Linked DNA regions of Mus musculus: regions 1, 2, 3 and 4 are each linked to region 5. A link is a contact called in public Hi-C and promoter capture Hi-C data. All regions are on one chromosome and are shown on one strand. Each heading gives the region's core, a stretch centred on a gene start, on an enhancer-like site or on the middle of the called end of the contact. The rest is flanking DNA. Distances are from core to core; before and after follow the strand shown. Region 1 holds the start of Nup93 (nucleoporin 93). Region 2 holds the start of Psme3ip1 (proteasome activator subunit 3 interacting protein 1). Region 3 holds the start of Herpud1 (homocysteine-inducible, endoplasmic reticulum stress-inducible, ubiquitin-like domain member 1). Region 4 holds the start of Ogfod1 (2-oxoglutarate and iron-dependent oxygenase domain containing 1). Region 5 holds the start of Cnot1 (CCR4-NOT transcription complex, subunit 1).

Region 1 (5,346 bases), core at 1,908-4,407, 1.6 Mb after region 5:
TCAGTAGGCTCCAGGTTCAATGAGAGCTGCTGTCTCAAAAACTGACAAAAACACCCAACAGCAACGTCAAGCCTCCTGACCTCTGACATCCAAACACATATGGGCATGCATCTCACACACCCCCCACATACATCCAAGCACATATGGGCATGCATCTCACACACACACACATCCACACACATATGGGCATGCATCTCACACACACACATCCAAACACATATGGGCATGCATCTCACCTCCCCCCCCCCACACACACACACATCCAAACACATAAACACATATGGGCATGCATCTCACCCCCCCCCCACACACACACACATCCAAACACATATGGGCATGCATCTCACCTCCCCCCCAACACACACACACATCCAAACACATATGGGCATGCATCTCACCCCCCCCACACACACACCCAAACACATATGGGCATGCATCTCACCACACACACACACACACACACATCCAAACACATATGGGCATGCATCTCACACACACACATCCAAACACATATGGGCATGCATCTCACCACACACACACACACACACACACACACACACACATGTGGGTATGCATCTCACCCCCCCCCCCCACACACACACACACATCCAAGCACATGTGGGCATGCATCTCACCCCCACACACACACACATCCAAACACATATGGGCAGCATCTCACCCCCCCACACACACACATCCAAACATATATGGGCATGCATCTCACCACACACACACACAGACACACACACACACACACACACACACACACACACGTATACATCAAACATAAAGCTACAAAACATTTCAAGCTTTAGGTTGTTTGAAACAAAGGGGAGATAGCTATAAGTGGCCATACTATAAGAGAGAAAAAAAAAAGACTGTTGCATCTCTAAATTCCATCCAATTCTTTCTCCAAACCAATTATTTCTAGTTGTCTATCTGATAGCTACTCCTGACTGATCTATGGATGCCAGCAACAATTCTAGTTCCTCACCTTGGGTCCCCACAACAGTCAATTTAGCCAGAAACCATCTGGCTCCCCTCTCCCCTGAGACTAGCCTATAACCAAGTTTACTTCTCAAAGCTCATGACAAGTCATGCCCTCACCGTTCCCCTCTGCTCTGACCTTCATGCCTTCCTCCCGATTACCTCAACAGTCTAAAACTTCCCATTTCTTCTAACACACTCTCCCTGTGGCCAAAGTGGCCATTCCAAAATATCTCCCACTTTAGACCAGTTGGGGCACCTCAACCTCAGTTTGTGACATGGTTGCATGAGGTGCTCTGTAAAACAGACAGCGCCATGCACCACCTTCAACTCTTCCCTCCTTCTTCAGTTGTACCCTGACACATCTCTGCTCCTCAGGAAGCCTGGCAGTTTCTTCCCTTCCCGCTCCTGTACCTGTCAAGCACACAAGCATCCCCACCACAGACAGAGAAGGCCCTCCCTACTTATTCTGAACCTTCTAGGCATTCTTCCCTAGCGGAGCAATTGTGACCACTTCTCAAACATCTCTTCCCGTAGAGGAAGGTTCACAGATATTTAACTCTGAATCCTGAGCATTGACCTAAGCCTGGCACATAATAGAACTAAAAACATGTTTGCTAATTAAAATGACTAGTGACCATAACAGAGTTGGGACCTCCTCCTGATCTTTACTCTGACACACACACAAACACCTCAAAATGCATCTACCTTATAGGCTCAGGGGTAAGAGAGATGGCTCAGCAGTTAAGAAAATCTACAGCTCTGTAGAGGACGCCAGCCCAGGTCCCAGCACCCACATCAGTGATTTACAGCTGTCTGTAACTCTAGCTCCAAGGAATCAGACACTCTCTTCTGGCCTCCACAGAAATATCCACATACATAAAAGACACACAAGAACACACAAATGAGAGGAAGAGAGGAGGGAGGGAGGGAGGGAGGGAGGGAGGGAGGGAGAAGAACCCAAGTTCACCACAGCTCCAACAGTTCAAGTCTCATGGTTTTAATATTTATGTTTATTGCTTATGTGTGTGATGTCTTCCCAAGAAAGAAGCCTGTCTCATTCACCACAAGCCTATAATATCAGTAACATTCATTTATTTGATATTTATTGAGCACCTACTTTATTGTGTACCAAACTTAAGTACTAGGTAGGCACTCATGTTCTACAGGGGTCGGGGAAGGACAAACAATACATAGGACAAATAAAACCTAAATGCTTAGGGGAAAAAAAAAAAGCAGTGAAGACAAGAAGAGTGAGGAAAGGCTTAGATTCTAATGGCCCTAGTGAAGACTCCAAGAAAGAGAGCAGACAAAACAGACATCCAACCACAAGAACAAAGCCCTTAAGTCAAAGCATGTCCTGCGGTGGTGTTGGGGGTGGGGAGAGAATGTGGGGTGTAACAGACATTGAAAGTATGGGTCACGTTATTTAAAAGCCTTACAGCTCACTACAGGGAGCTTATATTACTATTGTTGTTGTTATTTCTATGATTAGTATTACTGTTATTATTACTAAAGCGCTGACCTTTGCTTGTACTGAAAGTCATCTAGGGGGGTAGGGGTGGGGCAGGGTCTAATGTAGATCAGGCTGGCTTCAACTCGCTTTGAAAGCGACACCATGCCGCCCATGCTGTGATTTTCTTTCAGAAGGGACCCAATATACTTGGGCATCCCTTACAGAAGACAGGATACAGGGTACCCAGAAACAGGTGAGACAACCGAAGCGGCAATCATTAGCATCCTGTCGGATTCTCCGTAAAAGGAGATTAAAGTTGACAGGGGTTCGCTGGCCGCCCCTTCACCCGGAAGAGCCATTCTCTAGAAGAACGGCCCCCACGCCCCAAAGAGGGCAGTCAGGCCGGGTGACGCCTGGCAGCCGTGGGTGGGCGTGGCGACAGAGCACCAGTGGGGAGGACCACGCTCGGAAGAGCCTAGTCACAGCACTCGGCGAGCAGTCGCCGGCCGGCATGCCCAGCTACAGCAAGAGAGGAAGCACGAGCCTCTTCGAACTAGGCTCGGTGTTCTGCTTCAAGGCCAGGCCCCGAACTCGGGCCCAGGGTCGGCTCGGGGCCGCGTGGGCGCCCACACCTCACACACCTTACCTGCCTCCGTCGCCGCCCGCTGCCGGCTTCTTCACTACGCCGCCGCCGCCGCTTCTCGCGCCGCTCGCCCGCGCCTCCTGATTGGCTGAGGCAGTAAGCTCCCAGAAGCCCCTGCGCGTTGCGCCGCCAAATGAACTTTATGGAGACCCGCAAGAGGACACAGGCGTGGGGGCGGGGCGGGGCCGGAGGCGGGGCTGTCGCTACAAGTAAGTCAAGGAGCTCCGCCCTGCTCCCGCCCACGTGGTTGGAGTTGACAGTCCTAGAGGAAGCATTTCCGCAGTTCCCAATGCTGGGCAGACCCAGAGAGCTCGGCCACTCGGTGTAGAGCTTCAGTCAAGTGCCTGGGCCTGTTCTAGGTGCAGGGAACACGGTGACTTCCACAGCAGACAAGATCCCTGACCTCAAGCAGTTCTCAGCTTGGCCAGGGAAACAAAATATAGTGAATAAATGCAGCAGTAATTAGGAGAGCTAAGAACGGAAAAGCAAACTAATTGAAGAAAAATGGTCGGATGGCCAGGAAAGGTGTCATTCCAACTGAAAGGTGAAAGATAAAAACATGTTTTGGAGTTTCTCAAGGGAAAAGGCTGTCTTTTGGCAGCCTGAACAAGCAAGCTAGGCTGGCCACCTGCCCCGTTGGCCAATTACAGAAAAAAGCAGTGGTGATACCCAAAGAAAAGAGATTACTTCAGTGTGGCCGCGTTGGGAACAAAGTGTGTCACTGGGATATACAAGAACCCTTCAGGAGGTTCTTAGTCTAGTGGGTAAAAGAAATTTGAAAACAGGCGCTGAATGAAAACAATTTTGTTGGGAGTTTGAGAGAAAAATAACAGGACAGGCAAGCTGCAGGTCTCAGCAGCTGCTGAGAGGAGAGACCTGGATAGGAGGAGGTTTTGACAAATGTAAAAGAGTGTGGGGCTAACTGTAAGCACTCGTGTGTGAGTGTGTGTGTGTGTGTGTGTGTGTGTGTGTGTGTGTGTGTGTGTGTGTCCTGGTGCTCAAGGAGGCCAAAAGAGGTCATCAGATCTCCGGAGTAAGATTACAGGTGGTTGTGAGGCGGCATGGGTACTAGGAACCAAACCCAAAGTCCTTTGCAAGAGCAGTATGCTGAGCCATTGCTTTAGCTCCCGTAATAGCCTGTAATCGTTAAAGAGGCACTTTTTGGATTGCACAGTCTCGAACATGTCTAATCTTTCAATGAAGGTCACCGTCCTGACCTAATGAGGACCATGTGAACACAGGCCTAGGCAAGGTTGTCACCATTAATAATTCTAGTTTGGTAGATGCCTGTTTGATAAAGTGTTCTAGTCAGCTTTGCCTTATATGCTTATAAAACATAAATACAATTAACATACAAAGATGCCCACAATGATTAGCATTATAGCTGCACAGAACTTCTTTCTGCCTGCATGTGTATGTTTGTGGTATATATTTGTGTATGTGCAGAAGTATGTGGGCAGCTATGTGCACATGTGCTTGGAGGTCAAAGGTTGCTGTTGGGTGGCTTCCTCTAGTCACTCTCTGCCTTATTTTTTGAAACAGGGTCTCTCACTGAACCCAGCGCTTACCAATGGGCATAAATAGCTATCCAGTGAGCTCCAGGGATCTACCTGTCTCTGCCCTCCTCCCCTGAGCACTAGGGTTACAGGAGCCACCCTCCACACTGGGCTTTTGCTTGCTCAGTAGGTACTTTACCAACTGAGACTTCTTGCCAACACAAAAGATTTTATTATTTTTATGACCTTAATTAATGTGCTTGTGAGAGACAGAGAGAGAGAGATCTCTCTCTCTCTCTCTCTCTCTGTGTGTGTGTGTGTGTGTGTGTGTGTGTGTGTGTGTGTGTGTACTCAGGTCCTTAGACTTGCCATCAGTGTCTTTATCTGATGAACCATCTTGCTAGCCCCAGAAATTATGTTTTGTTTTAATGTCATGGGTATAAGTGTTTTTGTGTGCATATGTGTATGTGTTCCGTGTTTGTGCCAGACACCCACAGAGGCCAGAACAAGGCATTGAATCCCCTGAAACTGGAATTACAGACAGTCATAAGCCAGCATGTGGGTGCTGGGAATAGAACCTGGGTCCTCTCCTAGAACAACAAGCACTCTTTGCCACTAAGCCAACTCTCCAATTGCCCCCCACCACTAAGTTCTTTATAAAATAACTCAGCTTCTATTTTTCCAGCAGAATTCAGAACCTCTGGCTCAGTAAGCTCTACAGCGGTGGTGCTCAACCTTCCTAATGCTGAGACCCTTTAATACAG
Region 2 (5,219 bases), core at 2,089-4,588, 1.2 Mb after region 5:
ATCCGCCTGCCTCTGCCTCCCCAGTGCTGGGATTAAAGGCGTGCGCCACCACACCCGGCTAGAATTCCTAATAATTTTTTTTTTATGGTTTTTCGAGATAGGGTTTCTCTGGATAGCCCTGGCTGTCCTGGAACTCACTTTGTAGACCAGGCTGGCCTCGAACTCAGAAATCCGCCTGCCTCTGCCTCCCAAGTGCTGGGATTAAAGGCGTGCGCCACCACACCCGGCTCCTAATAATTTTTTAAGCTACACAGATTTTAGAGTATTAAAAAAAAGCTGTATTCTAAAACCTTCAAGGTGATTCTCAATCATAAAATCCACTTCACAGGACATAGTGGAACACACCTTTAATTCCAGCGCTCTGGAGACAGAGGCAGGTGATCTGAGTTCCAGGCCAGTCAGGGTTATATAAGGAGACCTTGTCTCTAAACACAAGAAATAAAAAACAAACCTGGGTATAGTATACACCTACAGCCCGACCTAAATGGAAGTTGAGACAAGAGGACTGCAGGTTTCAGGTGTGCTTAGGAATATATAGTAAAATACTATACTATATAGTAAATACTATCTCAAAGGAAGAGAGAGATTATTTCATTATTTGGTTAAATATCCTTGAATACTAGTTTCAACATGTGAGTTTAAACAGATTGTTGTAAATTCACTTCAGAAACAGTTTCTGTTACTAAACTTGCTAACCATACTTTGGAACTGAGAACGTTGTTTCTCCCCTATTCAGTACAGAAAAACAACACACTATTATATACAATGCTAAGCATTTATAAGTATCAAGTTCCCCTTAATATTTACTAAAAGAAGTTATTTTGCTGACAAAGCATAAAAAGTCTACATAGACCATGATGGAATACTTTCTATAATCAATAGCTTAAAAATACTGTATCTAGAAAAAATAAAGGGCTTATACAAACAGCAAAACGCAGAACTTGCAAAGATATTAAACAGAAGCCCTGGGCACCATGCATCCTGGGAAATCAAGAAGCTCACAAAACCACCACAGAAAGTAAAACAAAAGACCAACAAACAATCAGGAAACATAAGATTAAAATACAGGAAATTCAGGTCAACTTAAAAACAAACAAACAAATAAGCCTACTTGCCTACTTTAAAAAGACAATAACAAAAACCCTAGTTCAAAACAACAACAACAAAAACCCACAAGGAAATCCCTAAAATTTTGGGACATCAGCTCTAACAATGCAACTCTAACAAGTGCCACTAACCTAAAGTTATTGAAGTGTCACATACTGACAGAGGTAACTATTTTAATACTGTAGTCTTGTAATGACAGGGGTCTACACAGCAAGTTATCGTCTCAAGAAATGCAGACTCTACATAAAATGAAAACTGAAAAGTGCCTTGTAAGCTATTACTCTGGAGGTACCACAAGGCAGAATTCATGGAAAGAAAAACAAAACAAAACTACAGGCTCATTTACAAATTACAAGTGGTGAGGGATGCTGCCTAGTCTTCACTACCTGTAGCCATTCAAAGGCCAAAGAACAGATACAAGAAAAAGTGAGCCTACAATATTTAGAACAAACTACTTAAAAGAAAAACTACTCAAAGGAAATGCTAATTCCTCCCAGCACTATTAGAAGTGGAAAGTAAATTAAAACTCTCTAAACAAAAGCTGGAAACCTCTTCATGTCTAGGAAGCAGGCAGGGTTTAGACTAACATTTCACTCAGTGATACATGGTTCTCAGAGCTCTATAGGTAATCAAGACCAGTATTTATGCTAGTCTCTTACATCAACAATTTTCCAGATTAGAAAACACATTGTTCCTCAACAACAATACATTACACTACCTTACTTCCACACACACAGCGTTGATTATTTTACAGAAGAAACTCTAAGATGTCAAGTCACTTCAACTAAGGAAGGACAAGCAGATGGGTTAAGTGAGGAGCCTGGGAGACTGCACGACTCTACTCAGACGGTAACAGACACTGCCAACTTTAAAAAAGTTCAAAGTACATCACTCCAGGGGACGAAACCTTACTCGGACATCTGCGCAAGACAGAATCTCAAGAGTTTCAGCCCAGTAGCTCTAACTAGGTCTCCCTCTGTAAGAACAGGGAAAGTGAGGCAGACAGCGGGCCCGGCAGGAAGTAATGCCAAATTTGGAGGCTCGCTTGGGGGTGCTGCTGGTGGGATGACTCCCCTGTCCCACTCTGGCGCGAAGGCCAGAGGCAGCAGAATCCTTACTCTGGGACACCTAGTCAGACTCCAGAGTGAGGGAAGAACCCCGACTATCCCCGTTTCCGCTTACCATCCCGATCTAGGGCTTTCCAACGGAAAGGACTGCCCTCCCCAAGGGTTTTTTACTTAATATTTAGCTCAGGCCTGGAGAGTAGGAGAATCCGCTAGGTCTGGCTCCCGCCTCCAGCCTCTCTCTAAGGCGAAGAACTCTCCCCAGCCTCGCTTCACGTCGAACTCTCCACCCCAAGGCAACACCAGACCATCCCAGGGGAAGTCGGCTTCCCACTGCAACGCAAAACTCCCCAGAAGGAATCCCTGCCCACGACGTGCGCCCCTCGGCCCCTTCGGTTCCGAGGAGCCCGAACGAGGGTCTCTCCGCGTCCGGAGCCTCCCCAGGAGGTACCTGCTTCTCACCTTAGCCAGTCTCCTCGGGAGGGTGACCCCAGGACCTCCTTCAGTCAAGATCCCCTAAAGGGGAACACCCTCTTCCAGGAACCGCTTTCAGGCGCCTCCAGCGCGGGCCTCGGAGGAGAGTGTGCCGGCTGCTTCCCAGGCTCTGACCAACGCCACCCTCTCCAAGACCCCTGCCCGGAGACGGCCACGGCCCCAGTCCAGTCTCTCCGACCCAGGCTTCAGCGGCTGTCCCCTTCCTTCACAGGCGTCGCTAGCCCTCAAGCTCCCTCCCCGGCCACGTCCCCAAGGGGCTTCCCAGAGCAGCGCGGTCGGGCTGTGGCACTGACTTGCACTAGCTCCTGGGCCCACCGGAGGGAGGGGACAGCGACAGCGGCGCGACTCCTTTGTGACAGGTCCAAGAGAGCGGTAAAGATGGACGCGGGGACACGGCACTGCCATTACGCGCAGGGGCCCACCCCCGCTTCACACCGCCCGGGCCCTCCCTCAGTCCCCTAGGAAACGCCCCTTCCTCAGTGGCAAGCCCTCTCTCTCAGACAGCCAATCATCAGTCAAGATTTGTGTCACGTGATCTCGCGGGTCGGCCCGCCAGCCTGGAATGAACCAGCTAATCCCCTTGCCGAAGGGCGAACGACCCAATCAGATCGCTCCATACGGTCTTGGAGCACCGGATTTCCACGAGGCGCTCGGGGAGGGAGAGAGCTGTTGATTGGACTATGCCGCCGGAAGCGGGGTGGAAATGTGTTGTGGCTGTAAGGAACAGGAAGCCCCGAAGGGTCAAAAGGAATACAATAGCGAAGTGTGTTTTCTTCCTTTAAGCCGTCGTTCTTTTCTTGGTTTCTTTTCTAGTTTTTTAAGAGCGAGAGTGGCCTTGGCGGCGACGGTTTACGGTAGGCGCCGCGGAGGTGAGGGCGGCTCGCCTCCCGCGCTCTCGTAGGTGAGTGCGGCCTGGGTCCGCGCCGGGAGGCGAAACCAGGCTTCTCGGCCGTGGAGAGGGTGAACTCCAAGCCAGAGTTAGGATTAGAGCCCAGGTTTGTCTCCAGCCCGCGGTCCTTTCTAGTGCGGTGTCCTGAGTCGCCCGGCTTGGGAGTTTGCGGTGCCCACTCCGGAGCGGAGCCGCGGGAGTCTGCGGGACGGCGTGGCGGTCGTGGTGGGAGGTTCCGACTCTTTCTTACGCGCCCGAGCTGCCGGGCCCCTTGTCTTCTTTCAGCACTTTGCGGTTAGCTGGAGCCATCAGGCCTAAAGTGAGCTGCTGCCTCGGTTCCATTCGGAGCAGCTCCTCGCTCCTTAGAAAACGTGGAATGCCGACTTGAGCATCGTTGAATCCCGAAGTGTGTAGTTGCAGGATGGGTACATAATAAATTTCCCCGTTGCAGCGCCTCGCTCATTCTCTTCTAGTAGGAAACAAGGCTGTGTGCTTATTTTATTAGAACACAACCGGTCGTTGAAATGTCTTCTTTGAGAGTTGGTGCCCTTGGAATGCCAGTCCACGCAGAGGGAAAGGGAGAACTATTGGTCATGGAAATGGCTTCTTGGGGGAACACAAGGTCTGTGGCCCTTGGTTTTAAAATGCAAACCCTGTGCTGCACCCTTGGGTCAGTCTGATTGTTTAAGTCTAGAGTGGACCCCACAAAGTCTAATATGAACCTCTGTAGGATTTGCAGCGACTTGTCAACCTGTGTAGCAAGTTTCGTTGGTTAAGTGAATTGATTTATTGAAGTGTCCCCAGAGACATCATAAAAATGGTTTGGAGGAGCTCCGTGTAGTGGCTTGTACCTGTAATCCTAGGACCACGAGGCTGTGTGTGGGTGTGGGGGACTGTCAGTTGGAGACAGGCCTGGCTTCCTTAGCAAGACTGCCAGAAAACAAAGCAGAGTATAAACTACCAAGCAAAATGGTTTGGCGGGTACTGCTTCTGAGATATTTGAAAGGAATCTGTAGAACTTTCTATGACAGAAGGAGCTGAGTTGAAATAAAGGCAGCTCCTGTGTTTCAGTTGGAGCCTAAGATGAGCTATGAATAATATGTAAGGGTCTGAAAGTCGGATGGCCCAATTATCTCTGAAGTTGAAGTCTTAAAAAAGGAAGAATTATGTGGGGAGCATTTACCTGGTTTCATCCTTCGTTGTCACCGTACGTTTGCTTAAAGGCAATCTTCAGCTTCAGAAATTGACAGTGAAATAATTGAACAGTGTGATTCAACTGTAAGCTTGGATATAGTGTAATATGCTTTTAGGGAAGCAGGATTAATCAGTTTTAGTGTGTTCACCTTATTGACACGTCTTCCTTCTTGAATGTGATCAGTTTCCCTCTAGAAGTGCTTCTAAGTGTTTTCACCTTTGTTTTGCAGTTTCAATTATGATGCTTCAAACCATGAGTTGCTTTTTTTTTCCAATTATCTTGGTATTTGATCTTTTTTTTTTTTTTGGTTGTTTTCAGACAGTCTCTTGTAGACAGTCTGGCCTTGGGTTTGATGTGTATGGAAAAATAACCTTAAGCTCCTGTTTTGTTTCCTTTTTTTCTCTCAGGTGTTGAAATTACAGGTGTATGCTATATTTGGCAATATGAATTAGCCTTTTTGACATTGAAA
Region 3 (5,438 bases), core at 1,358-3,857, 1.4 Mb after region 5:
TTGGTCAGTCTTCTTCCATGCCACCCGATATTACCTGCTGCTAGAATCAAGAGTCCAACCCATATATTCTCCTCTATACCAGTGACTTTAAGGACACGGAGTCCATATGCCTTTATATAATTCTCATCTCTAAAATCAATTTTTAAATTTCTCCTAAGCCATATTTTTAAAAGTATGTCCTTAAAAGCAATGGCCTCAAATAATGGCTACCACCCCACAGGTCACCAGCCTGCACAACAGAATAACCCACTAAGCAAAACTTGGAATTAAGATGTTCCTTCCAAACAGCCTGAAATAAAAATTAAATTAAATTTTAAAAAAACCTGGGCTCATATCTAGACTCTCAGCACAAGGGTAACTGAGGCAGAAGTTTGAGGCCATCCCGGGATATGAATGAGCTGCAAGCAAATCTGGCTAGAGAGGCCCTATCTCAAAACGCTGCTCCCCAAAAGACCAGGAAAACTGTATCCACCTAGGCATGGTGGCACATGCCCACAAGCCTGGCACATGGTGAGGTAGAGGCAGAAAGAACAAGAGTTTATGGCCAGCCTCAGACTATTAGGAAGCCTTCATCTTCTTATCAACATCCATTAGGACTTTTGACACTACACCTAAAACACATATTGGATGCTGTGTTCCATGTTGTTTGGACTGCTTTACTGACAAATGCTGTGCACACCAATTTGCAAAATGCTGTTCTAAATGTGAAGCCAACCACCAGCAAATGGTAAAAACCAAACTGACCCTCTGTCCTCACCTGGAAGGCCAATTTGAAAATAAAATGTTAAGCAAATAACTATTATAAACTTTTATCATCACCCAATGATAAGTACTACTACAGAAAAAAAAAAAAAAAAAAAAAACCATGAACATGCCTTCTTCTTTAATTACTGAGAGACTCACACTATGTATAGCCCAGTCTGCAAGACATGCTCCTCCTGCTTTGGCCTCTCCAGTGACATATTACAGAAGCGCACCACTGCGTCCATTCCCGGTATTTTTGTAAGGTACAGATTTGTACACCCAGGAGACCTACTGGTATTTACCAGCTTAGGTCTTCAAATCCAAGGGGCCCAATGTTCCTCACCTGAGGAAAACAGGCCTCAAAACAGCTTTTACAAATGATGCAACCTGACCCGACAGGAGCATCATTTATGCACCTAACTGCCACCTCCCAACAAGAACACCTGGTTTCTTGAAAACAACCACGGAGATCCTACACACTGCCCCGACCAGTTCCAGGGGCTTAGACGCTTACACCCAAAGTGATAAAGTTCCTCGCCAATTCTAAAAGGAAAAGCCTTGTTTACTTTCCCGACAACTCGGAACAAAAACAAACTGAAACCCACGCGCCACTGCCGGTTGGAGCTCTAAGGCCACTGTTCAAAGTCCCCATCTGCAGCCACCCGATTGCCCTCTCCTGTCGGATCCAGAACTGTACTCGTGGACACTTACATAACATCAGAGAACAAAGTAAATACAGGAAGGTCCAGCGCACAGCCTCCGTCACGTGGCAGGGACCGGAGGGGTGGGCGGGGCTAGGGAGCTGTTGACAGATGTGTCAACCAAAGGGGGAGGGGGAGGGGTGGGGAACCCCACGGAACAAGAAAGTCTCCTAACTGACCCACGGTTGTCGTCAAATCAGACTCAGGGCTACTCCAGCTGCTGGCTTCCTTTCTCAGTCATCCTTCGCTAGAAAGTTAAGGGGGCTCCTCCCCGAGACTAAGTGCGGCGCGACAGGGAGGGGCGGTCAACGGAAGGCTGCAGGAGAAGAGCCATGTCTAGCCTATGGGCGTGGGACCTTCAGAAGTTGGTGACTGGGCACGCACCCCACCCTCTAGCCAATGGCCCAATCTGGCACATATACTGTCTGTCCTCGGTACACCCAGAAGTCTCGTTTGGCAACATTTACTTTTCTTATTTCTACCCATCAGATGCAAGCCGAACTGGGAACACCCAGTCAGTCACCTAGTAGTTTGTGGAGGGTCACTGGGACTCGGATGGGGAAATGACTCATTAAGGTCAAATTACTGTTTCCCTGGGAGGATGAGGAGAGGGTACAGGGACGTGGGGCAGATGTGTGACAGCCTTGGGAGTTAGGTGTAATGGGAGGTGAAGAGATGAGGGGCTAGAAGAGGGCAAGCGCGGACTGGTGGAGGCCCAGAAGAGATGACAAGCGCTAGGGCGAGCAGAGGGGCACAGGAGACGGTTGGGCAGGAAGGAGACTCGCGCCCTGTGGTGTGTGACAGGTGAGTTCAGGCAACCCTGCAGGCGTGGCACCCCGGGGTCCCACTCACCGGGCGCTCGGGGTAGACTCGGCTCAGGTGGGCCTTGAGGCGACTCACACTCCAACTGCGGTCGCCACTCAGCTCCAAGTCGCGGTGGCGCTGATTGGGACTCTTCACCAGCAGCGTGACCGGCTCGGGCTGTGGCTCGGGCTCCATGTCTGCGTCGCTGGCGGCTCGACTGCGCTCAGGGATGCCGAACGGGCGGCGACGCAGCCGTCTGAGACCACACAACGACACTTGGCGTCTTTGGGACACGCGCCCCCGTCTCGGGTACCTTTTATGGGCGCCCCGTGCCAGGGCTCCGCAGATAGCGCTCTCTGTGGCTGCCATCCATTGGCTGAGACAGAGGTCAGTGTCCAACGTGGCCCAATCAGCGCCCGGAGAAAGGCGGCGGAGAGGCGGGCTAAGCGCGGGGGTGCGGGCTGATGCAACCCGCCGTGGTTGCGTCATCCTGAGTCCCGACAGCGGCGCGGGAGCGGGTCTTCGGCGGCCATGTCAGGGTGCCCTCTGGGGCGCTGGTCCTGTTCAGGCTCCTTAGCGCGGGATGCGTGCGGTGCCTGAGCCTGGCGGCCTGCCTGACTCCCAAGATCAGCAGGCTCTGCAAATTGTGCCCTCACAAAGCGGCCCTCCGCCCTTTCTGACCCCAGGCGCCTGGGCATACGTCTGTCCGCTTGCATTTTCCCTGGTGGCTGCGCAGCCTGGCATCCAGGGAAGCCTTACGAACTAACCAGGCCTTAGAAGCGAAGAGAAACCAGGCCTGTGTTGCTCTGAGCTGAGAGGATGAAGGATTCGGGCACTTTCCAATGTGCCTGCAGCAAATTTAACGATGCATCAAGTGTGGAACATACCCCTTATAGTAATGGCACTAAGTGCCTCTTGATTGACAAACCCTCTAGGAGACACTGGAAAGGGTCATCATTTATGAACTAACAACATCTGCTGCTTTTAAATTGGGGTTGCGACAAGCACAGCAGTGGTCTCAGATACCTGAAATCTGACCAGAGGCAGTGCTCCAGTGTTTCCTCTGAGTTTGAAAAACAAAACTGGCATTGCTCCGGCCCATCTTTGTCCCAATCCTGTTGGGATACCTGGGTTTTCAGCCATGTCCAGAGCTTACAGAGGTCAGAGAGGTGATAGGAGAGTCCTGTTCGGGAGATGGTTATGTGAGTTTGTCACACAACCATAAGAAAGTGTCGTAAACTGGAGGCTCGAGCAACAGAAGTTTATTTTGAAGCTGTAGAGGCTGGAAGTCTGCGACCAGGGGTTAGGGCAGCATTGCTTTCTTTGGGGGCAGAATCTGTACCACTCTCCTAAGTTCTGCAGGTTTGCTAACTGTCCTTGGGACTTCTTAGCTTTGGGGAGTATTTTTCCAATCTCGAGCTTTCCGATCACATGGCATTCTCCGGGTGTGCACCTGTGTGCGTGCACATACACGGGTGTGAGTGTATCTGCATCATCTTTATGCGTATCTCTGTCCAGTCTCTCCCCTGCCCCCTTTATAAGGGTATCATTCGCATTGTCGTGGCTAAAGACCTCATCTTAACGATTATCTTTCACAAAGATATTTCTAAATGCCATCACATTCTGGGGCTGAGACGTCAGCGTCTCTCTGGAGGACACCCTGCACCTCACCGCAGCGGCATTTGCCAGTGGTCCACCAGGGACACGCCGCAGAACCTCAGCTGCTTTCCTTCCCAGGTTTTATGTTGAAGACCACTGAGGCCAGTGTGGTGTTACAACATAAAGGCCTGCATCAGGAGGCAGAAGCAGGCAGATCTTCAGAAACTAAAGGGCAGCTAGGAGGGCTCTGTCCCTTTGCATGAAGACTGGCCCCCCAGGGCATGTGATCTCTGCCACAGTGATCTTCACATTTGACTTAATACCCTGTTGTTTCTCTCTTAAAATTATTTTTGAAGATTTATGCTATTTGCGCGTGTGTATGTATCCCTGTGCCTGTATGTAGGCACAATGGTGCAGAGACCAGAAAAGAGTTTCCGACCGAGGTTCTCCTCCACATTTCCTTTGAGGCAGGGTCTCTCCCTGAACCTGGGGCTACTGCTTTCTCAGCGAGCCTGGAAGTGGCAAGCACCAGCAATCCTCCTGTCTCTCCACCACTCAGAGCTGGAATCACAGACGTTTGCAAGGGATGCCCAGTTTGTCCTGTGGGCGCTGGGATCTAAACTCTAGTCCTCAGGATTTTGAAAACGTGAGCCAACCCCCTGAGCCACCTCTCCCACTCCACCTTCTCTCTAAGACTCCCTTCATAGGACTAATACTTTCATTTTGCTCTGGGCCCCAGAAAGTTTGAAGCTTTCCCTACCTGATTCTTCTGAATGGGAAAACATAGCTAATTATGATATCGTAGGCTCGCTGGCTAGGAACTGCAAGTCGGGGAAGATTAGATAAGACAAGCAGAGACCTTGGGGAGACAGCTTCGAGAGACACGGGCCTCACTGGGCAAATGAAGTGTGCCTACAGAAAGCTTTCCCCTTGCCTTCAGGGACAAACCTCAGCATCCCTAAGAGAGCTTGTCCATTTCCACGAAGTACTACTGGGAAAGGATGGGCTTGGAATATCACTTGATGGTACCAGGCTTGTCTAACATTCATGAGGTTCTTGGTTTGAGCCTCAGTAGTGGAGGGGGGGTTGCTGGGGGGGGTTCTGTGTTGTTGACTTTACCTTCCCTCCCCCCAAGAAGAAAAGCACATCCAATTTGTTTCTGTCTTAAATTTTATCTCCCTGTGAAACAGCCCTCTCTGAAGGCTGGATTCTGCTTACAGTGTGTTTTGAAAAACACTTAATTTAGCTCAATAAATTGCCAAGGATAGAAAGATAAGCGTGATGTGACCTTGCTCTTCCTGGCCCTACAATTCCAAGGGGCAACAGCCATGGGACAGTGATAATAGAAATACAAAAGAGAATGCAAAAGCCTCAGGGTTTTTGTTTTGAATGCAGGGACTCCCCGTGTAGCCCAGACTGGTCTTGAACTTGTGATCCTTCAGCCTCAGCTTCTTAGGGTTAAAAGAGTGTGTGTGTGTGTGTGTGTGTGTGTGTGTGTGTCCGTGTCTGTGCATCTATGCGTCTGTCTGTGTATACTCATTCATGTATATGAACATGGATATGTGCCTGCCACAGCACTTATGTCAGAGG
Region 4 (5,032 bases), core at 825-3,324, 1.8 Mb after region 5:
AATTCCCCTGAAGTCGATGTGGGAACTTGACTGGAGCTTCTGGAAGAGCGATAAGTGCTCTTAACCACTAAGCTATCTCTGTAGCCATGATTAGTGGATGATTTTATAGCTAAGGGATTTCTGGGGAGGAAGAGCCAATGAATGCAATGAGAATAAATTACCTGTTGGAACTTATATAAATCATTGTACTTTTCATGGAAGTCCAGGCTCAAAAGCTCTTTGTGAAGTCCTTCCAAGAAGTCTTGGCTTTGGATGAAGTTTGGGATCACACAGTGAAGGAAAGGATCCATGTCCAAGGCAATAGCTTCTGTTGGAAGGAAAATAGCACCCTGGTCTTTCCTCTCTTCTGTATGTCTGACCACCAAGCAGCATAATAGAATACAAGAAGAGACCATCATGAAGTTCTGGTAGTCCAATCGTTAAAGACTAAAATTCATGAAGAACTGTGCTCATTCAAAACTACTGTTCTCAGATACTATGCTTCCCTGTTAGGCTTTAATGAGTGGAAGGGACGACGCCAATGGAAGCTCTTAGTTTTTATTTTAAGTTATTTAGTTTACTGACTCTTGCATCAAATGCATTCTAGATTCTTTTTCTTTTAAGACTTATTCATTTATTTGCTTTATGTACATGAGTGTACCGTCACTCTCTACAGACAGACCAGAAGAGGGCATCGGATCCCATTACAGATGTTGTGAGCCATGAGGTTACTGGGAATTGAACTCAGGACCTCTGTAAGAACAGTCAGTGCTCTTAAACACTGAACCATCTCTCCAGCCCCACATTTTAGATTCTTAACTCATTCTCTCCAGAGCGAAGTAAAACAAATAATAAGAGTAGCAAAACTGGCTGGCTATTTCTCTTTAATACCACCCTTTCTTTCCCTAAATTTCTGGGTTTAAAAACAAAACAAAACAAAACAAAACAAAAAAAAAAAAAACAGGTGGTTTTTAACCTCTAACTGATTTCACTTCCACTAGATTATGAATAACAACCAATCTTGACCCAGTGGTGCCTTATAAGCATTATTTCATTTATATTCTCTACAACTGAGGAATCGATGATATAGTCACTACGCCTTTGCAACAGACAAAGAAACTGAGAAGTCTCTGGGCAGCCGGAGCCTGCATTTTATGTAATCATCTTCTGCCTGCGTCCTGAGCGCCCAGGGGTTCCCCTGTTTAAACACTCAAATGAAACAGACAATCGGCAAGTCTGAGAAAATTCAAGACGCACCCAGCCAGAGTCACATTGTATAAGGTAATAACTTGTAGCTATGTCTGGAATGATCGTTCCTTTCAAGATTATGTTGGTTTTGTGCGTCACTTAGGCCAACGACAAGGTACGTGAAAACTGGTAAATCCAGGTGCTTGCTTCTCTGGCAGCTTTCAACACCAGCGTGGGTTAGACAGTCCACGTAACAGCGGAGAGTGACCCTCGCTTGCTAGCTATTTACCGGTTCTCAAGGAAACGTTTATGAATGTCTACAAACATTAGTTTGTCAATCCCATCTTTCGGAGGGGGAATACTATTAACGATTCCGTTTTATAAACGAAGAAACTGGCCCTTAAGCAAAGTTATATGCATTGCCCAATGACGTACAATCAGCAGAGGGATTCTGAGTGACCTCTGATTCTAGAATTCAACCCCCAGGCTACATGTCTCCCACTTCCCCATAGTGTCCGGAGCTTATATTTATTTTCCTCCCCAGGCTTGCCAAATCAAGCAGAATATGGAATGAACCGAGCAGCAGTCAGCGCCCGGGTCGGAGGTGGCTGCGATCCTCCCCACACCTCTTGCTGCCGCGCCTCCCTACAGCACCCCATTACCATGGCTGAACGGTGTCCGGCAGCTCCAGGCCTCAGCCACCTGCTTCCTCAGGATTTCTTCAGTGACAGCGTCCGAAAACTCTGCCGATACCTGCTTCTTTCCCTTCTTCATTGGCCGCGCTGGGCCAGGATCCGCCGGCCGCTTCCCGTTCATCTTCTCACGGTGCACAGACCCACGCCAAGGAAGTCAGGACGCTACTTCCCTCCAGAAACTACAGTTCCCGAAAACCCTCTTTCCTTATTTCACCAGCATTACCCAATGGAAAGGCAGTAAAGCACAGGGAGGCGGGATCTCCACAAAAATAACCAATGGGAGATCAACATATTGCGTCACGCCGCCAGCAATTGGTCAAATGGTCGCAGTGGCCTGCCTCCCAACTTCCTGCCTCCGGAGCGTATTCACTTCCGGCGTGTGTTCCGCGCCTCTTGCTCTCGACTGTTAATGGCGGGTGGTGGCTGCTGAGCGGGACGCAGATAACCGCTGCCCGCCCCGCGGACGTCTCCCCGGGCCCCCGCTTTCTGCACGTCCCCGGCGTCGGAGCTGTTCAGCATGTCTGTGGTGCCGCCCAATCGCTCGCAGACGGGCTGGCCCCGGGGGGTCAACCAGTTCGGCAACAAGTACATCCAGCAGACCAAGCCCCTCACCCTGGAGCGCACCATTAATCTGTAAGTGCGGCGCGGCCTCGGCCGTTGATGCTCTCCCAGTGCGCGCTCCTCCCTCACGCCGGATGCGGGTTGTCCCTTCCGGGATGCGCGCTTTCTTTCCTAGACCTGTTTCTCGACCCCGACTTGGCAGTTTTCCTATTTTAAAAGCGAGGTTCGTTTCCCCCTTTCCCTTCATTCAGCCATGGTTAGAACCTGCGTTTGCTTTGAATTCATAATGTGTGTATCCTTTCAATCCGTTGCTGGTTGTTTCATCGCACATGTATTTGTGTTTATTTGAACAATTCTCAGTTTTGTAGGGTGTACATTTCTTTTACAGTAACTTTTCCAGATTAACCTCTGACATCCTAGTTTTTTTTTTTCCCCCTTTAAATGTTGGGTAGTGTTCCATCCAGTGGCCACATTTTATTAATTTTCGCGCTGTTTGGTCTACCTTTTTGCATTTGTATGTCTTGTCTACCAAAGTGCCAACATACAGTATCATTGCAGACTCCCAGTAGACCTAAAATTGCGAGGACACACTCTGTTGTCTGGTTGTACTTTCAGAGGTCGGAGGTACCTTACATGTTGTCCCGACAGCCTGTTTGCAGGCTGTTTTGTTTTCAACAAACCTTTGTCTTAAGCAGATGATTGCATTTCGGGATCACTCAAACAAAATTTTGTTGTGGCAAGAAATTGAGATTGGGATATAGCTTATAATGTTTGGTACCTCATTCCCTAGTGTGGAGCTGATTCTAATGGGAAAAAAGTGTCCAGTTTAGACTGGTTATTTGTTTAAAATGTGCAAGACATTGCTGAGAGTGGGGTTTGTGTAAGTCATTTTAGTGACTCACCTTTCATATTCAAATAAATAAACAAATCTCTCATATTCAAGTAAATAAACCATTCCTCCTAAAACTAAATGTGACATGAAGTTGAAAACTTGTTGAGCTCTTGAGAACTGTTCTCAAGAACAACTACTACTATTGTTTTTGACAAAACAAGTAATGGCACGCAAACTTCGGTAATGAAATGCAAGGTTTATAAAATGTGGAAATAGTTGACAGTCGTGTCTGTGCAAATTTACTTTTGTCCCACAATTCACAGTAGCACTTTAATTTTCTGTCACTTAAGTGCTTATAAGATTCCCATAAAATGGGAGAGGCGAGTGCTCCTTTAAAAAGAGTGGAGGAGCACAGGAGTTGTTTGCTAACTGGTAGTGGGCTTGCCTCGTGTGTGGAATGCCCTGGATTCTATCGCCAGCACCTCAAAAAAGTGAAAAATTGGAAGCATGACTTCACCATAGGTCTTCTCTAAACTCTCCTTGATTACTGTGTCTGTTGACAGCAGCCACTGGGGAGAGTTGTTGAAATCCATGTACTTTGAGCAGGCGGTTTTGCAGGTTGAGCACGTAACTTTTGCTTCCTGTGTAAATGCAGTGTTGAGAAGTAAAATTGTTGTGCTGTGAACTTGAGTTCACCTGAGGGGGTTACCCATTAAGTAGCAAGTACATCTTTTGTTTCTGCAGTCCATTCCCATTCAGGAAACACTGGATGGGTCCCAGTGTACCACTGTGTGCATGCACATGGCCCGGTGTGTAGATGCACACTCTGCTTTAAGATGCCTACAGTATGATGTGGGGGAGAATATGCTCTTTGTGGGCTGCTGCTCAGATTTCACAGCTAGAAATTGGAACATTTCGTTCTGCTGAGATCCTGGGATGTAGGAGATAGCCCTTGCAATAGAAATGTGTTGTGGCTAGTCTCAATTCTTTGTAATGTAGGTTGGGGAAACCAAAAGTTAACTCATGTAATGCATTGTACAGTACATAAAACTGTGTGTAGTAACTTCTTCCTAATATTGTTGGTATAAGATTCATTTTTGGATCTACCGCAAAAGTGTTGATAGTCTTTAAAGTCCCCTGAAAATGGCATGTTTTTATTATTTTAGAGCTACTTTATGTTTAGAATTTGACCTCTGGAATTAATCTTTTCCTTTTGGCTACCTTGATTTCCCTTCTCAAGAACAACTGAGGAGAGAGAGTATGTAGTTGTCTATTACCGTCAAGAGGGTTTTTTGGTTTGGTTTGTGTGTGTGTGCATGTTGCACATGTGTGCTATATGCATTCATGCAGATATATATAGTTGTGTATGTGGGGTATATGTGTGTGTGTTCACAGCATTTGTGAATGTATGTTGTGCGAGTCACAGCACATGTGTGGAAGTCAGGACAATCTCAGGAGCCAGTCCACCTTGTTTGAGAATAGGGTCTCTTTTGATCTGCGCCAGGTTACCTGACTCGTAAGCTTCCGGGGATTTTTCTGTCTGCCCTCCAGCTTGCTTTGGGAGCACTGGGCTTTTAGGTGTTCCGACTGCAGCCAGCTTTGCATGGGTTCTGGAGATTGGACCTCAGATGCAGTTTGCATGTCAGGTGCTTTACACATGAGCATCTCAGCAGCCTAGTTTTGTAGTGTTTGCAGGTGTGCCTACGTATGCTATCTCTCCAGCCCCTCCCTTCCCACTTTTTTTTTTGAGACGAGAGTCCCTCACCATCCTTGAACT
Region 5 (5,380 bases), core at 2,558-5,057:
CGAGCCACACAAAACTTGTGCTTTAATTCTTTGTCATTGATCAGAATTGGATTTTGGCCAGGAGGTTAACTTCTTTACCTTTCCATTTATTGCTGGCACATGAGAAAGGGATATCAGGAGTTCACGGCCAGCCTCTGTTAAAAAGTAAGGCCGCCCTGGACTACATTAGACTGTATTTAAACAAACAAACAAACAAACAAACAAACAAACAACCAGGACCCAGTGCTCAGCAGGTAAGAGCACTTGCTGCTCCCAAGAGACCTGGGTAACAAGCACCCACACAGAGTAACTCCAGTTCTGGGTTGAGGTACCTGACACCTTCTTCTGGTACCCACAAGAGCTCTCTTCTGGCTCTTTGAGCACCAGGCATGCAATGGTACATATCCAAACACACAGGCACAACACTCACAATCATAAAATTAAGTCTTTAAAACATGAAAGAGTTCGGGGATTTTGCTCGGTGGTAGAGCATAGGACTAAGAAGCAAGGCAATGGATTCAGTCCTCAGCTCAACAAACAAACAAACAAACAACCTGGCAAACCAAAATTAAATTTAGCTTGTTATTGCTGGCATACAAAACAAGAGCTCTACTACAAGCCTCAGTTTTATGATCCAGAAAAAACAGTGACTAACTCAGCCCCTACCTCACTGGGACATAAAGTGTGGATGAGATTACATAGTATTTTTAGAACAAGTTGGCTGATTAAAAACAAAGACAGGGCCGTGTTGGAACTCAGTGCTACAGATCTTGGCTAGCAAGTATACCCTCTATCTCTGTGCCTAGATTCCGGGCACTTGAGAAGCTGAGGTAGAGCTGAGAATTTGAGTTCCACCCAGGCAACACAGCAGAGCTATGCAAGAAGCAAACAAAAGAACAAATAAATGGGCCAGGGCACTTGACTAGCACTAGAGGCTCTGTGCTGACTCCCCTCTGGGGAGGGGAAGTAACTCACCCAGCGTAACTCAGGAAGCTAGTGATATAGTCCAGGTAGGAAGTGGGTTTCTGGTTGTTTCAGAGGGCTTAAAAAAAAAAAAACCAACACAATATTGCAGTTACTTCTTTGAGAATACCATACATGTATTTAATGTATTTTTATCATATTTATCCCACCTCTTAGGCCCCTGCCCAGATGTTAGCCTGTGTGTGTCATTGTTGTCCCCTCTGTCTGTCTGTCTCTCCCCTCTACCACCTTTGAGATAGGGTCTCACTATGTAGCTCTGGATGTCCTGGAACCAGGCTGGTTGAACTCACAGAGATCTGACTGCTTCTGCTTAAATGTCTTAAATGTGAGTGCTGAGCTCAGGTCATGAGGTATGAGACACTCTGTCTGCCTGCTTTTTTCTTTCTTTTTTTTTTTTTTTGAGACCAATTTGATCTGCCTGCGTACTCACGGATGAGGGGGCATTCACTGGAGCACAGTGAACTTATAAAACTCTCTATATACGCCAGGAGCCATCAACTGTCAGCAGTTAAGAGCACTGACTGCTTTTCTAGGGGTCCTGAGTTCAAGTCCCAGCAACCACATGTTAGCTTACAACCATCTGTAATGGGATTGGGTGCACCTTTTCTGGTGTGTCTGAAGACAGCTACACTTCCATATACATAAAATAAATAAACCTTTTAAATTTTTAAGAAATTTTTTTTTTTTTTTTTTACTTTTAACACCAAGTTCTTCTGTTGTATTTTACTTTAGCCCCGGGATATTTTGTGAAAGTCGGACAGGGAGGGTGGGAAGAAGGCTGAGAATCAGCCAGGTGAGCTCGTCTGCTCGTTAGGACATCCTGTTCTTAAGGATGTTTGAAAGCAAACATTCGTAATTGCTGAGTTAGAAGGTGACCCTTCTAGATCCTTTATGAAGGTCTTCTCAGCCATTTTAGGAAAGACAAGAACCACCCAGCCTAGATACACAGTCAAAGGACTTTGACCTTTAGGGCATTGTGAAAATCCTGGCTCAGTTTTTATGGCTGTCAGATTTTAGTAGTGATGTATAACCTCCGAGGAGAGATGGGCAGTGAGCTTAAGAATCTCCTCTAGGAGGCCCCGTTTATATCAGCTTTATTTCAGCTTACCTTCAGTTTGGGGGCAATTGAAGCTTGAACTAAACTGGTTGTAGAATTACAGAATTGATCTTGGGTAGTTGACTTGTATGTCCCCCTCCCCCTTCTCCAGAACAGTCTCAGTTCATCTTTGTCTCTCTTCTTCTTTAACAACAAAAGAAAACAAAACCCACAAAACGAAACAACCCCCATATTGCTAAATTGCACAAATAAAACATTGATAAAAAAAGTTCAAGATGGGGGCTGGAGAGGAGCTGTTTTTGCAGAGGTGCAGGGGTGGGTTTCCAGCACTCATAGAGCAGCTTACAACTTTACTGCTGAGACTCTCATCTCAGTCCCGGGGCATCCAATGCCTTCCTGGGTACCAGGTCCACACTCTCTAGGTGAACATATATATAGGCAAGCACTCAGACACTTTTTTTTTTTCATCTAGGGGTTGGAAAGATGGCACAGAGATTACAAGAGCTGGCTGCTTTTCCAGAGGACCCACCCAGTGGCTCACAACCGTTCACTTCCAGAGGGACGGGCATCCTCTTCTGACCTCTGAGGACATTGTACATGCATGGTGCATAGATTTACATGCAAGCAAACGCCTGTACACGTAAAATAAGTAATAAAAGTCTTTAACACATCTCTTTAAAGTTCAAATAGTACTGGTATGAGAGGTTACGTCTATTATCATCTCAGTATTTTGGAAGATTGCAAGGAGCTCAAGGTCAATTTATGCTTCTTAGTATGTTTCAGGCCAGCCTGGACTACAGTTGGGTTAACTGAAAGAGACCTTGTTTCAAAACTCAAACAAAAAGTCTAAAAGATAGGAGGACACAGTGGATAACGTAGCCTTTTATCCAAGAAGCAAAAGGCATTGGCATCCTTGAGAATAGCCAAGAGCAGGAGGAGAACTTCTGTTTCTATATCTCTGCAAAGCGTCCCTGCTTCAAAAGACAAATGGAAAACAAACTTTAAAAGAGCCAGGATTAGGTGGGCATCTGGGAGACTACATTCTCCAGCATGCATTGCTGCTCTAGGGCGCAGACAGTGATGGAAGAGACCACGTTACTTTTGCGACAGGAATAGGCGGGGCGTGCGACTACATAACCCAGGATGCAAAGGACCTCAACTTTGCCCCGCGTCTGACGCCTTCTGATGACTGGTGCTCCTTGCTAAAGAGATCCGAGGGGTGGACAATGCTTCCGCTGGGAACCCGCACAGCCTCTCGGACCGTGACATTTCGAAAGACGAAGGAAAGTAGACGAGCATCACCCTGTCTCTAAGTTAGAGTAGTTTGTGCGCAGGGTGGCAATGCATTAACGAGCTCCCTTCCGTATTTTTTTGTTTCCCGGAGGCAATGACCAGCCAGTCCCCATAGGTCGAACACCTCGAAGGCTTATGTCTTCGAGTCCCAAATCGAAGTTCCCAACGTCTAACCATTGGCTTACACCCGGGTGCGCAGGCGCCCAGACTCGGACCCAGTCCCAGGGCTGATGAGCGGCAATTGGCCTGAGCCCCGCAAACTAGGAGTCTGGATTGGTGGTTGCTAGCAGGAGCCTGGTTTCTTCCTCGACTTCTGCGAGTGATTAGTGTGTGATTGGTTTAAATCCGCGGGTACCCATCGGCGATTGGACCGCCGTTGCGGTCAGCGCGCGGCCATTGGCTGGGCGCTAGGGCCATCCCTCCGCCAAAGCGGGCAGCGAATGGTGAAATGGGAACTGGGAGGGGAAAGGCCGCGACGTGAGCGCGCGACCTCGGGCGCCATTTTGTCGAGAAAACAAGCGGAGTTAACCGAAGAGGGGGGTCGAGGAGAGCCGGAGTCGAGGACCCAGGAGTTTCCTGTGTCCAGCGCTGCGGGAGCCGACTGAGGTGAGGCGGGCTGGGGCTGCGGTTGGAGGTGGCGGAGGCTGGGAGTGTCAAGCTCGGGACGCGGGTCCGGGTGGGAGCGGTACCGGGGGTGGGGTGGACTGGGGACCCTGGAAGCCTTTTCCCGGGGCGTCGGGACTCGGGCAGGCGAGCCGGAGACGTGGAGCCAAGGCGGGAGGGGACGGACTCGGCCCGCTCGCGGCGGCTTTGCTCTCTTGGAGAAGGGAGACCGGGGGCTCACGTTCCTGGATTCGGAGCGCCCGGGCGCGGGTGAGCAGCTCCGGAGCGGCTCGGCCTGGAGGCCTTGCCTGGAGGCTTCGAGGATGGCGGCGGCGGAGGTGGCAGTTCGGATCCCAGGGCCTCGGCTCGCCGCGCGCGCAGGGCTGCAGCCTCCTCGGAGCGCACGAGCTCCTCAACTGTCCCTTTCCTCCCGGGCTCCCGGATGGGGGGCTATGGGCGCGGGCGCCCGCGGCCTACCTAGGTTCCTCGCTGGGCGGGCGGGCCAGGGGGCGGGTTTGGAGTTGCTGCCGATTCGTAGCGCTTTCCGGGGACTCCCTCCCCTCCTGCGCCCCCCAGCACGTTGTCAAGCCCCTCGCTTTTGGCTGCTTGGCGGTGGGAGGGGCGGGCGGGCGGGAGTGAGCACTTCCGTGTTACCCTTCTCGCTACAGGTTTTTTGTTCCACTCGCGCGCCCCGGCGCTCGCACTTTCTAACAAGTCGATAGCCCCCCAACTTAAGTCACCTAGGTCCCTGTGCGGTTGGTAGTGTTGGTTCTGCCTGTCCCAACGCCCCCAACCCTCCAACCGGCAACTACCGGCAGATGCCCACCAGTGAGCAGAATGCTTGTGGGTCTTGATTTGGTGCAGATCTTGGAGAGATCTTAGGTTAAGCCTAAGGCTAATAAGCAAACACATTTGGCCATGCCACCAGGTCCGGGAGGGAGCTCACCCACCTGTGCTCACAGACATTACTTGCAGGAGGAGTGCTTTGTAGGTTTTGAAAAGAAGTGCTTTTCAAAGTGTTGTATGGAAAATTAAGCTTCATGAGAGGTAAACGTTCCCCAGAAGTCACCTCGACAAATATTACAGTCCCACCTTCCGTGGACATTTAATCCAGGCAGGCCTTGTATCAGTGAGCTCTAGCCCCAGATGTCGAGTTTCTTTGGGGCCTATATACTTCTTTTTCCTCTCTATTCAAAACCGAGTAACAGTACTTGAGTTTTCCGGTTTTGTTGCAGTTCGGTCCCTTGTGATTACAATGGAGAGGGGGGGGAACCCAACAACAATCAGCCAATAATTGAGTGGGTGTACTGCTTATTAGAGAAAATACCAGCATTTCCCTCCTGACCTCTCTTTGGAAAAGTAGTATACATGTGTGAAAATGGTGGAGGTAGAAATGGGACCTGTTTTCAGTGCTGTGTGAGGACATTACAGATGGTTGTCCCATGGCAGGAAGACCTGATGATA

What was found. Promoter capture Hi-C pulls out the DNA fragments that hold promoters and counts their contacts. Hi-C and Micro-C count contacts between places; a contact is called where the count stands out from the background.
Region 1: a Hi-C map of B cells shows a contact between it and region 5, with 6 read pairs. The contact joins the promoter of Nup93 here to the promoter of Cnot1 in region 5. A contact is called at or near these places in 1 of 39 promoter capture datasets (pre-B cells) and 1 of 484 Hi-C or Micro-C datasets (B cells).
Region 2: a promoter capture Hi-C map of pre-B cells shows a contact between it and region 5, with 2.8 times the contacts expected there. The contact joins the promoter of Psme3ip1 here to the promoter of Cnot1 in region 5.
Region 3: a contact with region 5 is called in a promoter capture Hi-C map of pre-B cells, with 4 times the contacts expected there. The contact joins the promoter of Herpud1 here to the promoter of Cnot1 in region 5. A contact is called at or near these places in 2 of 39 promoter capture datasets (erythroid cells and pre-B cells).
Region 4: a contact with region 5 is called in a promoter capture Hi-C map of pre-B cells, with 6 times the contacts expected there. The contact joins the promoter of Ogfod1 here to the promoter of Cnot1 in region 5. A contact is called at or near these places in 6 of 39 promoter capture datasets (the C10 cell line, embryonic stem cells, erythroid cells and 3 more), 1 of 484 Hi-C or Micro-C datasets (uterus), 2 of 115 datasets of contacts at active chromatin or transcription factors (double positive thymocytes and thymic regulatory T cells) and 2 of 9 other capture datasets (liver and macrophages).

The regions. Positions count from the first base shown.
Region 1 is chr8:94,212,375-94,217,720 of GRCm38.p6, reverse strand. It overlaps Nup93 (nucleoporin 93), which reads right to left and starts at 3,157. Exons shown (of 22, transcript NM_001357266.1): 1 at 3,090-3,157.
Region 2 is chr8:94,599,845-94,605,063 of GRCm38.p6, reverse strand. Psme3ip1 (proteasome activator subunit 3 interacting protein 1) reads left to right here and starts at 3,338. Exons shown (of 8, transcript NM_028221.4): 1 at 3,338-3,567. Rspry1 (ring finger and SPRY domain containing 1) reads right to left here and starts at 3,123. Exons shown (of 15, transcript NM_026274.4): 1 at 2,634-3,123. It overlaps LOC115486880, which reads left to right and starts at 2,173. Exons shown (of 2, transcript XM_030243886.1): 1 at 2,173-2,251; 2 at 2,419-3,448. The coding sequence starts at 2,173. The coding sequence ends at 3,128.
Region 3 is chr8:94,383,598-94,389,035 of GRCm38.p6, reverse strand. Herpud1 (homocysteine-inducible, endoplasmic reticulum stress-inducible, ubiquitin-like domain member 1) reads right to left here and starts at 2,607. Exons shown (of 8, transcript NM_022331.2): 1 at 2,298-2,607. The coding sequence starts at 2,444.
Region 4 is chr8:94,034,240-94,039,271 of GRCm38.p6, reverse strand. It overlaps Ogfod1 (2-oxoglutarate and iron-dependent oxygenase domain containing 1), which reads right to left and starts at 2,074. Exons shown (of 13, transcript NM_177767.4): 1 at 1,830-2,074; 2 at 162-307. The coding sequence starts at 1,983. It overlaps Nudt21 (nudix (nucleoside diphosphate linked moiety X)-type motif 21), which reads left to right and starts at 2,233. Exons shown (of 7, transcript NM_026623.3): 1 at 2,233-2,495. The coding sequence starts at 2,380.
Region 5 is chr8:95,805,872-95,811,251 of GRCm38.p6, reverse strand. Cnot1 (CCR4-NOT transcription complex, subunit 1) reads left to right here and starts at 3,807. Exons shown (of 49, transcript NM_001372353.1): 1 at 3,807-3,919. It overlaps 4930513N10Rik (RIKEN cDNA 4930513N10 gene), which reads right to left and starts at 4,422. Exons shown (of 4, transcript NR_015574.3): 1 at 2,072-4,422; 2 at 955-1,021.